Regions from separate parts of the Rattus norvegicus genome. Here region 2 is linked to region 1. Evidence: chromatin contacts called from public Hi-C data. All regions are on one chromosome and are shown on one strand. The core of a region is the stretch at or near the end of the contact, and the rest is flanking DNA. Distances in the headings are between cores, read along the strand shown.

The links. Hi-C and Micro-C count contacts between places; a contact is called where the count stands out from the background.
Region 2: a Hi-C map of liver shows a contact between it and region 1, with 4 times the contacts expected there. The contact joins the enhancer-like site here to the promoter of C2cd4a in region 1. A contact is called at or near these places in 6 of 12 Hi-C or Micro-C datasets (hepatocytes, kidney, liver and 1 more).

What each region holds. Positions count from the first base shown.
Region 1 is chr8:77,348,427-77,355,018 of GRCr8, forward strand. C2cd4a (C2 calcium-dependent domain containing 4A) reads right to left here and starts at 2,495. Exons shown (of 2, transcript NM_001399017.1): 1 at 2,410-2,495; 2 at 1-1,859. The coding sequence starts at 1,814. The coding sequence ends at 792.
Region 2 is chr8:77,382,355-77,388,946 of GRCr8, forward strand. It overlaps Vps13c (vacuolar protein sorting 13 homolog C), which reads left to right. Exons shown (of 85, transcript XM_056984521.2): 6 at 4,789-4,848. Among named protein-coding and RNA genes, the nearest start is that of Vps13c, 26 kb to the left of the region's middle. Within about 2 kb of position 4,162, at least 3 of the 93 cell types and tissues checked have an H3K27ac peak or open chromatin away from gene starts, as enhancers often do. A contact at or near this core is called in hepatocytes and liver, where this site is marked.

The sequences.
Region 1 (6,592 bases), core at 1,245-3,744:
ATACCCCAATCCGCAGGCAAGCATTTTAATACTGATGTCCTACATTCAAACCCCAAATTTTCTTTATTTTTGTGCCTCAGTATTCTCATCTGCAAGATGGGAATAGCCGTGCCTACTACTGGGGTTGGGGTGAGTCACACCAGAGGAAAGCTTGCAGGAACTTTTCCTCTTCTTCCATCACGAAGGTCCCACAATCCTCACTCGATCCCAGTTATGGCGATGAGACTTGGTGGCAAGCACCTTTACCCATTCATCCTAAGACCCTTGGCCTTTCTTATGTAACATCTTAACGCAATCTAAGTAACTGACACTATCAGTCTCAAAGGATGCCATGGAATGAACTAACTTTTAAAACGAGGCTGGTCTAACACTGGACGACATTAACTATATTTTCCCGTTGGAATGTGTGAACACATTAAGTTCAATTGCTGTCTATAGTGGGGAACACTGCTCAACCACACTACCCCATTGCTCAACAAAAATTTTTAAGGTGCCCACACAAAAAGAAGCTACATATGTTACTGTGATAGTCCAGGATCATCTCTGCCAGAATTGGCCCGAAACAAAGCCCTGATTAGAAAAATGAACACATGTTTATTTTGTACAAATGGCTGTCAGTCACTGTCCAAGAGCCAAGAGGCTGAAAGTGTGCCAGGACCTAAGAGTGTCTCAGGGCCAAGAAGCTGCAAGTGTTCCAGGACCAAAAGGCTGCAAGTGTCCCTGGGCCAAGAGTCTCTGTGCATCTCATGACTAAGCGACCTTAGGTGTCCAGGACGCCAGGGAAGCCGCGCTCAGAGCAGTAGCAGAGAGCCCAGCAGCAGCTCGCCCTGGCCCAGTGGTCGTCTGCGCTCCAGCCCGCGGCCCTTGCTCTCGGCCTTGATGCGCACCGCCAGGCGGCGCAGTTGCTCCTCCGGGAGCCCGTCGAAGCAGCAGTCCTGGTCCAGGGCGGCCTTGCGGCTGCGGCGGACCACACTGGCGCGCTGCTGGCCGGACGGCCGCAGCACCAGGCTGAGGCGACAGCCCAGGGCGCGGGGCTCGAGCACCGCGGCCGGGCCCTCAGCGCGCAGCAGGCGGAGGCGGAGGCAGGCGCTGCGCGGACAGTACTCGGCCGCCAGGCGCAGCGTGCAACCCCCGCGGCCCAGAGCCACGTTGGCCTCGGCCTGCAGGCGCTGGGGATCCGGGCGGGTGGGGGCCGGGGGCGCGCAGGAGGCGGCGCGCTCGTGCTCGTCGCCGCGGGACCCCGGGCGCGCTCTGGCCGGACCGCGGGGGGCCCGCAGCGCGCGGCTCAGCAGCCTACCGGGGGAGTGTAGGAGGCGGCGTCTGCTAGGAGCGGGAGTGGGCGTCGGAACCCGGGCGGCGTCTGGGTCACCCGGCGCAGGGCGCGGAGCGTCCGAGACTCGGTGCGGGCTCGCATAGGTGTGTGTGCGGTGGCGAAGCCCGGGCCGGCGGACCGGGGCACCTAGGTGGCCGAGGAAGAGCGACTCCTTCCGGCGCGTGTGCGGGCTCTCGAGCAGCGCACAGAAGCCGTAAACGGTACGCGCGCGGGGCAGGTGCGGCAGCGAGAGCGCAGCCTGAGAGCGCGGGTCCCAGTCCGTGAGGCCCGCGCCATCGTCGGACTCCACGTCCGCAGCCCAGGCATCGCGCAGCGCAGCCGAAGCCGTGCTAGGCTCCAACCTCGGCGGGATGCAAAACTCTGGGATGCGGTCTGGAGTGAGCACGTTTGCGCACGCCGCGGACGAACGAGCCTTGGAGCGGCGGGCACGCCCCGGGAGAAACCCATCTCGGTCCCGCAAGAGCCGCTCCAGACACCACATCTGGCCGCTAGTGTCAGAACCGGGTGATCCTCTGTTCGAAGCTGCCTGCAACACATAAACGCGTAATTATAACTGTCAGAGGCAGTCTGGAGGAAAGCAGGAATGTCTGTCTCCTTTTCTTCGACTTCGTCCAGTCCTGAATCTTACAAGACAAAATGCACCCCTCTCCCCAATTACAAACTGTTTTTACAGATTGACAAACAATCGTATATCACCCACTCTGACTGTAGTCAGATGTCAGGTAGATTTGCAGCTTGCTGCAGTCTTTCCCGTCTTACCTCTTTACCTTTGTCTTTTAACCTTTCGCCTCTGTCCCTAGTGCCAAGAGGCGCGTTGCTTTGAACATTTATGCATCCATTTCCTGAAACCTTAAATGTCTAGTACACTCCAGTTATCCGCGAGAACACACACACACACACACACACACACACACACACACACACACACACACACACACACAGAGAGAGAGAGAGAGAGAGAGAGAGAGAGAGAGAGAGAGAGAGAGAGAGAGAGAGACTGAGACTCCTTCCAGAGAGCTTCAGGCCACCCTGGTCTTTTCACATCCAGGAGGGAACTGGGTTCCCCATTCATTTACCTGGTGTTCAGAGTCAGATGGTTTTCCAACTGGAGAGACGCAGAGAAATTCAAAGAGCGCGCGGCAGAGTTGATCCCTGGTGTTCCAGGATAGCTGGTCGGAGCTTTTATACTGGCTGTCACGATGCTGCTTAGTAACCTGACGCCAGGCCCTCCCAGGTCCCTCTGCCACGTGGATGGATTTGCTGAGCTGATCCTGCAGCCAGTCCTGCGGCAGTTGGAGCTGTTCTCCAAAACTCTGAGTTTGTTTCCTCACATGGAAAACAGGATTAAGTGTGGACCACGTCACAGTCCTTATGAGGACGGATGGACAAAATGACCGTGGGTGCACAGAAACACTCTGCACGCACCATTGGAAAGAAGCCAGACGTCAGCTTTGTCTTACCTAAATGACCTTTCCCATCTCCCACCTTCTTGCTGCCAGCATTGAAAGTTCTTTTACTTTCTGCATTCTGTTCTGATTTTAGCGGTCATTTCTCTGTTGATTTAAAATCACTCTGGAGTGATGGTGGGGGTTATGGGGTTCCGGAAACGGTACATATTTGTCTTGGGTGGGGTTACAGGGGTGTATTCCTATGCAAAGAAATCATTTAGTGTACACTTAAGATATATATATTTAAGAACCAGAACCTTCTTAAGCAGGATGCTAATTTTTAATTAGGGATTACATACATCCAGCCGTTGGCACCATCCTTTTGGAGACACACACTAACCATATCTGACCTTTGCAAACTGTGCCTGGCTCAGACCTCCATCCTTTTTTTTTTTTTTGGAAAACTGGTGTTTATCCTTTAAGAGCTGCTTGCAGCTTGAGTTGAAAGAGATGCCGAGATGTTTGAATTAGAGTATGAACAATGGGTATTTTTCAGTTGCTGCCTTGAAAAGGAACGGCCTCTCCAATCAGTGTTGAGTGAGTTAAGTCACTTTTAGGCAAAGGGGACTTCTGTTTGGGGCATGTCCTGTGCGTGTTTTGCATACAGGACGTACAGACAACGTGCTAGAAGGCTTAATCTCTAAAGTTGTCACAGGAACCTGAGGAAATTTGGATTATCCATGTCTTATAAAACAAACACCCCCAGCACTTCAGATGTTAAATAACTTACCCATTGTTATTAAGGAAAGGAAAGGAAAGGAATGCCCATTAATGAATAGTAAATGAGCTATTAGGGGATTAATATGTATCATTATGCAATGTGTATGGAGCATAGCAAATGCTAAAGACACAGTGAGTATCGGTATTGTTGCAATGACAGGGAACGGTGACAGAAGTTAAGAAAAGTGGCTTTGAATTCATGACCGGGTAGTAGTATTTTACTATGAGCAGGTTACTGAGTGTTTCTGAGTCTTGGTATCCAGTGTAAAGACCACAATAATACACTGTGTAGGTTTGCCCTCAGGTAAAATAGGTGGTGCAAATGAACAGTGTGGCACAGGACCAGATGTGCATAATATTAGCTGTTATATCCATTGTCACTACACTAAAACCTCCTTGGATCATTCATGTGTTTAAAGCAGAATTTACAGAAAGCTTCCTGGGTTTTAACTGTCATGATAGATATATGAATTCAGGCTGTCCCAGACTCGATCATCTTAAGTTCAACTCTTAGAAGAAGACGGAAATGGTAAAGTTGAAATATTGAATTTCATCTAGCCATGTAGGTAGTGAAAAAAATGTAAAACTATTTTATTTTTAATATGCGTATGCACACAAGAGCATACACACACGTTCATGCACCTGCATGCAGATGCACCCAATGACCAGAAGAGGGCGACGAATTCCGTGGAGCTGAGTCACAGTTGTGAGCTGCCCCACGTGGGTGCTGGGAACCAAACTTTGGTCCTTCACAAGAGCCATCAAGTGCCATGAAACCATCTCTCCAGCTTCCAGGGGCTTTGGACTCTTTCAATATTTAGTCTGATAGCAAGGATCGGAAAAGGGTCCCTGGGTCTATGACTAGCTTCTCCTTCATCTTGTAACTTCTCTGTTCCTGCTGCAAATTCTTGGACCAAGGTTCAGTCTGTGATAGAGTAATTGTTAAGTGATACCTAAAGGGCATCGACATATGTTCAAATTCATTTTCTTTCCTGAAGAAAAGTGCTGCTGATTCCATGTGATCCTGGATGTTGGTTAAAGGGACAAGGACTGTGAGAACTCAGTCTGAGAAATTGTGACTCAATGTCACTCTTCCACTGAACCCAGCTTGTAGACGGAAGTGGTCATATATATCACATAGGCTCTTGTCAGAGTAATGACCTTCTTGTGAGTTCTCTGGGCAGACAGCAAGTGCTGGCTAACAGCCGTTGTTATTGTTACAATGTGTGTTTGTTTAGCCAGGAATTAGCTGATTCACACTGAAAGTCTTGAAAAACACCTCTCTGCTCAGCCAAGCAAAGTGGGCTTGTTTTATTTTTATTAACAGTGCATCGTCTTTAGTAATACCTTGGAGACATTTCCTGTATAAGGTTTCTTGAAAACAACAGAGCAGCGCCCTCGTGGCCCAAGTCTCTGTGACCACGGAAGTCTCATGTTTTTCAGAACACGGAAGCATGAGCCATCCAGTACTTGGGACATCGCTGTGATCTGGTCCGGCCAGGTGTCTAGGACATACAAATCTACTCAGAAGAAGGCGGTGATCATTCTGAGCTCGTGCCTGTAGCCATGGGGATATCTTGAGGTGGATCTGTGAAAACAACATCCACTCTGACTGGATGTGTCCTCAGAGTAAATGGGAGAGGAACATTTAAAAACAGATTTAGTGAGGATGGTATGGGAGAGGTTGAGGTTAAGGAGGAGACATATGTTCTAGTGTTCTGTGGCATAGCTGGGTGGAGATAGTTAACAATACTGCATTATCTATAACTGAAAATAGCTAGGGAAGATTTTGAATGCATTCACCATCCAGGCAGATGCAGGTTTAAAGGGACGGCTACGTTAATTATCCTCATCAGAAAATTCCTTGATATTTAGATAAACCTTGAATCACATTGTGTTATAGCTTGTAAAATGAACACATTTTTTGGTGTGTGTCAATAAAATGAAAGTAATAAAGAAAAACAGATTCACGGCACACAGGAGGTTGAGCATCTAGGAAGCAAGAGAGGTTACCTGCTGATGCTCACACATCTCCTTAGCCCCAGAGAGTGTGGAGTGCAGGATTTTGCTCTCTGGTTATTATTATTTTTTTTATTGGATACATTTCTTTATTTACCTTTCAAATGTTACTCCCTTTCCTAGTTTCCTGTCCATAAGCCTGCTATCCCCTCCCCCTTCCTCTATAAGAGTGTTCCCCTCCCCACCTCCCCACCCCTTACCACGTCCCCCCTGACATTCCCTTGCACTGGGGGGGGTATCCAACCTTGGCAGGACCAAGGGCTTCTCCTTCCGCTGGTGCCCACCAAGGCCATCCTCTGCTGCATATTTGGCTATTAGCGTGTGGAACACTGGTGAACCCCTCATTTCTCTTACTGTGCTCAGGTCAGCAGTTCTCAACATGGGGGCCACAACGCCTTGGGCCTCGAATGTCAGGATAGCCTGCCTATCAGGTATTCACATTACAGTTTGAAAGCAGTAGCAAAACTACAGTTAGGAAGTAGCAATGAAATGATGTTATGGCTGGCGGTCACCACAACACGAGGAACTGTATTAAAGGCTGGAAGCACTGGCAAGCGTGAGACCTGCTGCCTTTTGGGTGAGCCGGGTGTTGTGTCAAACTTCCTTGCTGTGCTGTCTCCTGCCTTTGATCTGCTTAGACCTCCCCCTGATCTGTGAACTCTGTGTGTGTGTGTGTGTGTGTGTGTGTGTGTGTCCCGCACACACATTCTTTGGTGCATGAGTGAAAGGCAGAGACAAACTAAGGTGTTCTTACCCTCATTAATTCTGGCTTACAAAGCCATAATAACTGTGACCACTGTGGTGTTCACTTTCTCTAGCTAGTCCACGCTTTCAATTTATTTCCCCCACAGGGCTGCACTTTGGGTGCTGATAGCGTTTTAATTTTTTAAATTATTATTTTATGCACAGGCGTCTGCATGCATGTATGCCAGTGCATCATGTGTGTGCAGTGCCCACAGAGGTCAGAAGAGATCATTGGATCCCCGGAACTGGAATTACAGGCAGCCATGAGCAGCTATGTGGGCACTGGACATTGAATTTTGGGCCTGTGGAAGAGCAGCCATTTCTCTTA
Region 2 (6,592 bases), core at 2,912-5,411, 36 kb after region 1:
CTTTTCAGACCATAAAACACTGTTCATGAGTATTTCAGTGGCCAACATTGAGGACTGATTGGTTTTGTCTGGTGACCATTTTATTCTAAGTTCCCAAGGGCAGCTGTATTTTGAATGACATTGAGGTATATGTATTTTGTGTGTGTTCATTTACACATTTTGTATGTGTTCAGTACAAACGCCTGTGTGTTTGTCAAATGACAGGGTTAAGGTGTCACAGTAGGAGGTGTACTGCTATGTGCAAGGCTCGGCTGCTGTGACTGTTTCCCCATCTTTTCATGAGAAAAAGGATTTTCAGAATGAGATTTTTCTTTAGCTTTCAACATTTCAACACCCTCACTAATTTCTATCTTTTTGTCAGATAAATTTGATAATTACGTTACATTTTGATTTTGACTTTGATTTCTAGAGTCAGGACGGAATGAAATGAAAAGCGTTATTGGTCTGATTGAAGGACTCGTCGGATTGCAGTTAGTTTGTCTCTCTCTTTTTTTTTTTTTTTTTTTTTTTTTTTTTGGTTCTTTTTTTCCGAGCTGGGGACCGAACCCAGGGCCTTATGCTTTCTAGGCAAGCGCTCTACCACTGAGCTAAGTCCCCGACCCCCCAGTTTGTCTCTTTAGAATCAAGCCATATCCTGCTCTGACCGAGATACCGTTTATCAGTATTTTGCATCATTTTTGAGTCTTTGGTGGTGTATATGAATTTCAGTGGTGATGAAGGCAGATAGCTCCTTATTACATAAGGTGAATATTTTTGAGTTTTTATTCTTTCGTGCTGTGTACAAAACGTCTTTTTCCTACAAGGAAAATAGAACAGGACAAAGCAGATATTAACTTAGAAATGAGTTGAAGTACAGTTACACAGGAGGCAGGGAGGCTCTCTCTGTGGCCCTGGAAGCATGAACCAGTGAGAAGTCTATTTTAGAATGACTTCTTGAGCTCTGTGTGGTTGTTTAGGTCTGGCCACTCTGGAGGTTGATGTGGGAGACCCTGTGACCCAGTAGTGTGGGCCGCATCGGAGACCCTTCTCAAATGCCAGTCACAGAAGCAGTATCAGCTCTTGGGGTTTCCAGGTCACTGACCGCAATTCCTCTTTGTCCCAAGTTATGTTTTTCTTATGTAGAAATGTTTTTTTTTTTTTTTTACTAGAAGTTACTAATGCCAGTCATAATACAGAGGCTATCATAATAGAAGAAAACATGTGAAAGCCTTAATAGTTTTTCCCTTTTCTCTTTTACTTTCATAAAGCATGGTGAAGTTTTCTGGCAGTTCACTAGTGTTTCTGGTTTTTAAAAACATCCATTTTGCTTCATTAGTATGTAGAAATAGTTCAATAAAAATGAGGCATGTCACTTGGACACTAGTGGAACTTCATTTCTTTCTATATAATTCTAAGTAAGTTTATTTTTTGAATTTACACACCCATATATGCACACATGTGCACACAGGTATACACACATGCACATGTGCATATACACATAAACACATATATATTCATCCAGGCACAATGGCATATTTAGGTATAGAGCTACACAATTGCACATTTATAGTACATATATAATTAATATTTTATCTTTGAGAGATCTTCAACTCCCCCTTTTCTAGGACTATTGTAATAGCTTAAAAAATAATTTAGTATTTTCAGTGCTCTGTAAGAAAGGCGTGATCTGGCCCGGTTTAGTGGTTGGTGGTTTAATAGCCATAGTGATAATAGTTTAGCTCCATGCTGACGTGCTTGGGTCTGGTGGAGATTCGTGTTTTCTCTATGGAGGGTGTACACTTGTGGGTCTAGTTCTGTGTTAGGTCTGTGCATTATGTAAGGCAAACATGGCAGCCTCTTGGGTGATAAATTTTAGGGTTTGTCAACCTGTACTTAAAATTCAGAAGGCAAAATTCAGTTTCACATACTGGGTTCTGAATGTAACGCAGATTAATTTAGGAATTGTGGTGTATGCTGAGAGATCATGTTCCTGTACTGAAGAGATCTGTTGTTAGCATTTTGACCACATTATAAATATTCTTTCCTAGTTTCTGTGGCTATGCATCATCTTCTTGTGAGCTTTTGCTGTGATCTTATGTTGTAGCGACCTCTAACAATAGAATTATTTCATTGCTACTTTATAACTGTAATTTTGCTACGGTTATGAACTGCGATGTAAGTATCTGATATATTGGATATTTGTTATATGATATCTGAGGGGGTCACAGCCCACAGGTTGAGAACCATTGTTTAACTGCTTCTCATCTTACCATATTAATCAGTAGTTATTACATAATTATCACGCTTTTTCAGACTTGCTTTCCCAGTCTTTCTTGATTTTAAAGTCTGGGGTACCATTGCCTGTGTGGAGACTCAGGGAGATAAGGAGAGGGGATGTTCCGGCCTGCACGGGCAGATAAGTACGAGTGAGGATGGAACCTCTTGTTGATTTACTCTAAAACACGTAGCTTCCTTAAAATGCTGTTACTGTTGTTTGGAACAAAGCCTGAAGTCTTTTATTTCAATTTTATAGAATTTGCTTAGCTATAATAAACTTTTCCTTTCTATTTCTTTGGAGTGGCTTTCTGTACTTGGGAAGGCCATCATATACAGTTTCTCCACGTTTAAAATGTTAATTTTGCAAGGTAATATATACATACACTTAACAATAAAATGGTTCCCCACAGCAGTTAGGGTGATAGATGGCAGTCCCCTGCGCACATTTTGTTGTCCTTCATACTCTGTTCTTATAAGCCAGTTTATGTTTTAGGAGTCTCAATGCTGTTGTTTTCTGGTTCACTAATGTCCACCATTGTGGTTTTTTTTTTTTTTTTTTTTTTTATGTCTGCCATTGCTGTTTTTTTTTTTTTTTTTCTTCACCCTAATCCCCTGTCTTTTGTTGACACGAGCCCAAAGACCACAGAGAGATGCCCTTTGCACTTTCAAAAAGTCTGTGTGGGTGGTAATTTTAGGCCAGTTATGTACTATGACAAGGTGATTGCTCAGTATAAAGGCCTAATGATAGCCTATGGTTATATTTCTTTCTAGAGGTCCTGATTTTCTTGACTTGCAAATACTCCCCTCATTCTTTGTTTAATCTGCTATGAAATGCACTAAGTTTTCCACAGACGAATTGGTGGTTTTTCAGGTATTTTCCAACTCTTTTAATTCCTGCTCCAGTCTTCCCTACATATGTCTTATTATTATTTTTTTTTCTTGGAGTTTTCCTTCTGAATTGCTTTTTTCCCTCCTGGTTTATTTAGTGCTGCATAAATGAGCTCCCTTCCTCACTAGGCAGGAGCTCTACTGCTGAGCTTCACCTTCAGTGCCTGCGTAGTTTAAAATTTACTTAGGTTTTGGGTCTGCAAACATAGTCTTGTCGGGCCTGTCCTATTATTCCTCTGTTGAATTAGCTCCTCCATGGCTTCCTTACCTGTTCTTTTGTTTCCGCCTGTGTTTGCTGGACACATCTAATAGCTACCAGTGTGACTGAAAGTTCTCCTAAGACCGAATGCTAGATTTTTTTTTCCCCTGGGTTTAGAATATCACATTCAAGATTCTGTAAGTAGTAGTTCATACCCGTAATTCTCGTACACAGGAGGATGGCACAGGTGAGGTCACTATAGAACTGTTTGAAAAAACTAAACATACACACACACACACACACACACACACACACACACACACACACACACCACAAACTTTCCTCAGGAAATTCCCATCCTCACAGACCTGCCAACAAATAGCAATAAAAACTCCAAACTCAGTATTAAGGAGGTTCAAAAGTAGGATGTCGCATGCTGTGTGTGCTAGCTTCTGGGGAATTTTGAGGCACTATGGTCTTATATGTTGTTGAAAATGGAACTCTCATGTCAAGCAATTTGAATTGGGCAAGTAAGGCATTTTTTTTAGTGACAAACAGGAGAAAGTGTTATGTCCCATCAAAAAGGTCCAGGTAGAGTGTCAGGAGATCAGAATGGGGTGACACGGTTAAGTTGTGCAGCTCAGTGGGTTCTGTGAACATGGAAGAGAGAAAGAGGTCTTCAGGTCAGGGAGGCAGGGTAGGCAGGGTAGAAAAGGCCAGGCACATGTGGGGAGAGCTGGACGTTAAGGGTTTGAGACAGAGTATTTGCATGTACGGTTGGGAAACTAGCTGAGATCACTTTAAAGAGACCTGAATGACAGGGCGATGAGGTCAGTAATCACATTACCTGGTGCAAAGGTGAACTTTAGCCTCCAGCTGGCCGAGGAGTGGGAGTTCACAAGCCTTTCTTTAAAAGTCTGAAGTTGCTGTGCTTCCTTTGGGAGGGAAGTGGGAGAGGGAGCTGTCTAGCCAGTATTAACTCCAGTGAGCAAAGCCTGCAGGCTCCTTGTCTGCAAGGAACAAGTCACACAGTGAAGTAAGCGGAGACTTTCTCATCTGATTTTAAAGCTAGTGGCAGATATCATAGGAACTTAACGAAAACGGGCCACATGACAGGCAGGAGGAGAACCCAGATGACACATTTGTGTTGTGTTTGAAAATGCGAGATGACAATGAGACCCAAGCCGTCAGTGCTGTTTATCTGCCTTGCCCAATGTGATTCAACTTTCATGGTGGAGAATTTTTGTTTGATGTGGAAGGAAGGTTTTATGTTGAGAGAATGGACGTGCCGTCGCTGGGAATGTTTCCGTAGGGGTGGATGGTTTTATGTCCCTGGCTCTTCACATGTCCTGCAGTGTGGTTTCTGTGGTTCTGAAGCTAAGTCTGCAAAACTAAAGGTGTCTTATAACGCTTTGCATTTCGCTTCCTGCTGCCCTGGGATGCAGGTGCACATGGGGAGTTCATGTATGGCTTGGAAAGCTTGCTTTACAAGGACGTCAAGCCTGGTGGGTATGCATGGTTAATTACACTTAACTTCACGATACTGATGTTCTTATTTATGCTTGAGCTTTTAGTGGAGTCCACTGGACAGTGCGTGTCCTTTGGGAAATATGGAAATGTAATTCATGTTCATACCCTTGCCATCTCTTCCTCTTCCCTCCCTCCACAGCCATTCACTCATTCACCGAGTCTTTGAGCGTCTTCTGGAAAACTCTGTGCTGGAAGCTTGTTGTTTGTGAGTGAGCAAGCACAGCTCACTGCCCCTGTAGAATTCTCAGATCTGCAAACGACCGTGAAATTTGTGCTGCCCTCCCTTTGGCTTAGTTTTTAGTACAGTCATAGTGTTTCCCAACAGAGTGCTTTCTTTTGCTTACAGCAGATACTTTCAGATTTGCAAGAAGCAGTAAGATGGAATATATGTGTTATATATATATTTATTTTAATGCTTCATCCAGAGCCTCAAGGAGGACCCCTGCATTTTTTTCCCGTCCTCCAGTTTGTGTAATCTTCTCTTCTGTTGTCCTGTAGAGTGTGTTGAAACCTGAAGCTTCACAAAAGCAAACTGAAGGCTGTTTGCTGTAGGATTTAGAATATGAATCTTATGTACACTAGGCTGTGTACCAGATAGTAGCAGTTTCAATATTTAAATGAAATGTTATGTCTTTATAACTCTTCAGGAATTTATGTTAATTTCAGCACAATTTAGATTTGCTTTGACTAAATGGTAAGTGCGTGTGCATCTCAAATTTCAAATACTGAGTGCTATGGTAGAATCCCTCTGCAGATAAACTTCTTTAATATGTATTTTTATTTTGACAGTGGGAAAATTTGCATGGCAGTTTCGAAGCATTAAGTGGAGTTATCTTAACAATTTTTTATTTTATAAATCTATGTAAGGTAGTAACCGTGATTGACTGCTAATTTGTTACTTTACAAATCTACCATGGTAGTGACCATGGCTTACTGCTAATTTGTTACTTTACAAGTCTACCACTGAGGTAGCCGTGGCTGACTGCTAATTTGTTAGTTTGTTCAGTACGAGGATAGCATGGAGAATCTCAGGGTCATTGGGCAGTTTTATAGGCTGCAATGAACTGGCTCTCTGTTGTCACTGCTACCAGTGTTTTCCGGTCTTTCTAGGAAGAATCTGCCTGGAAGTTATAATGAGTGCTGGTGACCTATCCTTATACCTTCCACAATCACCGGTCTTGTAAAAGCCAGGAAAAGGCACAGCGAAGGAAGCCTTAGCTGACTCATTACCTTTCTTCTTTTAGATTTTAAAGTAATCATAGTGAAGTGAGACTCATGGTGCAGTGAGAAGATTTGTTTGATGACGGCCTTCCCTTCGCTCCCTGGTCTTAGCTGGGGTCTCAGGTGTACTTCATGACAGTTTCCCCATTCAGTTTCTGACTACGTTCTTCCCCTACTGCATCTCACTTTTTCTTTAACATTAGAGCATCAATTCCTAGGTAGAGCTATTTTCATGGTGATATTAAAGCATTTAACTTTTTTTTTTTTTTAAGATTTATTTATTGTATGTATGTGAGTACACTGTAGCTGTCTTCAGGCACACCAGAAGAGGGCATCAGGGGGCTGGGGATTTAGCTCAGTGGTAGAGCGCTTACCTAGGAAGCGCAAGGCCCTGGGTTTGGTCCCCAGCTCCGAAAAAAAGAACCAAAAAAAAAAAAAAAAAAAAAAAAGAGGGCATCAGATTCCATTACAGATGGTTGTGAGTCACCATGTGGTTGC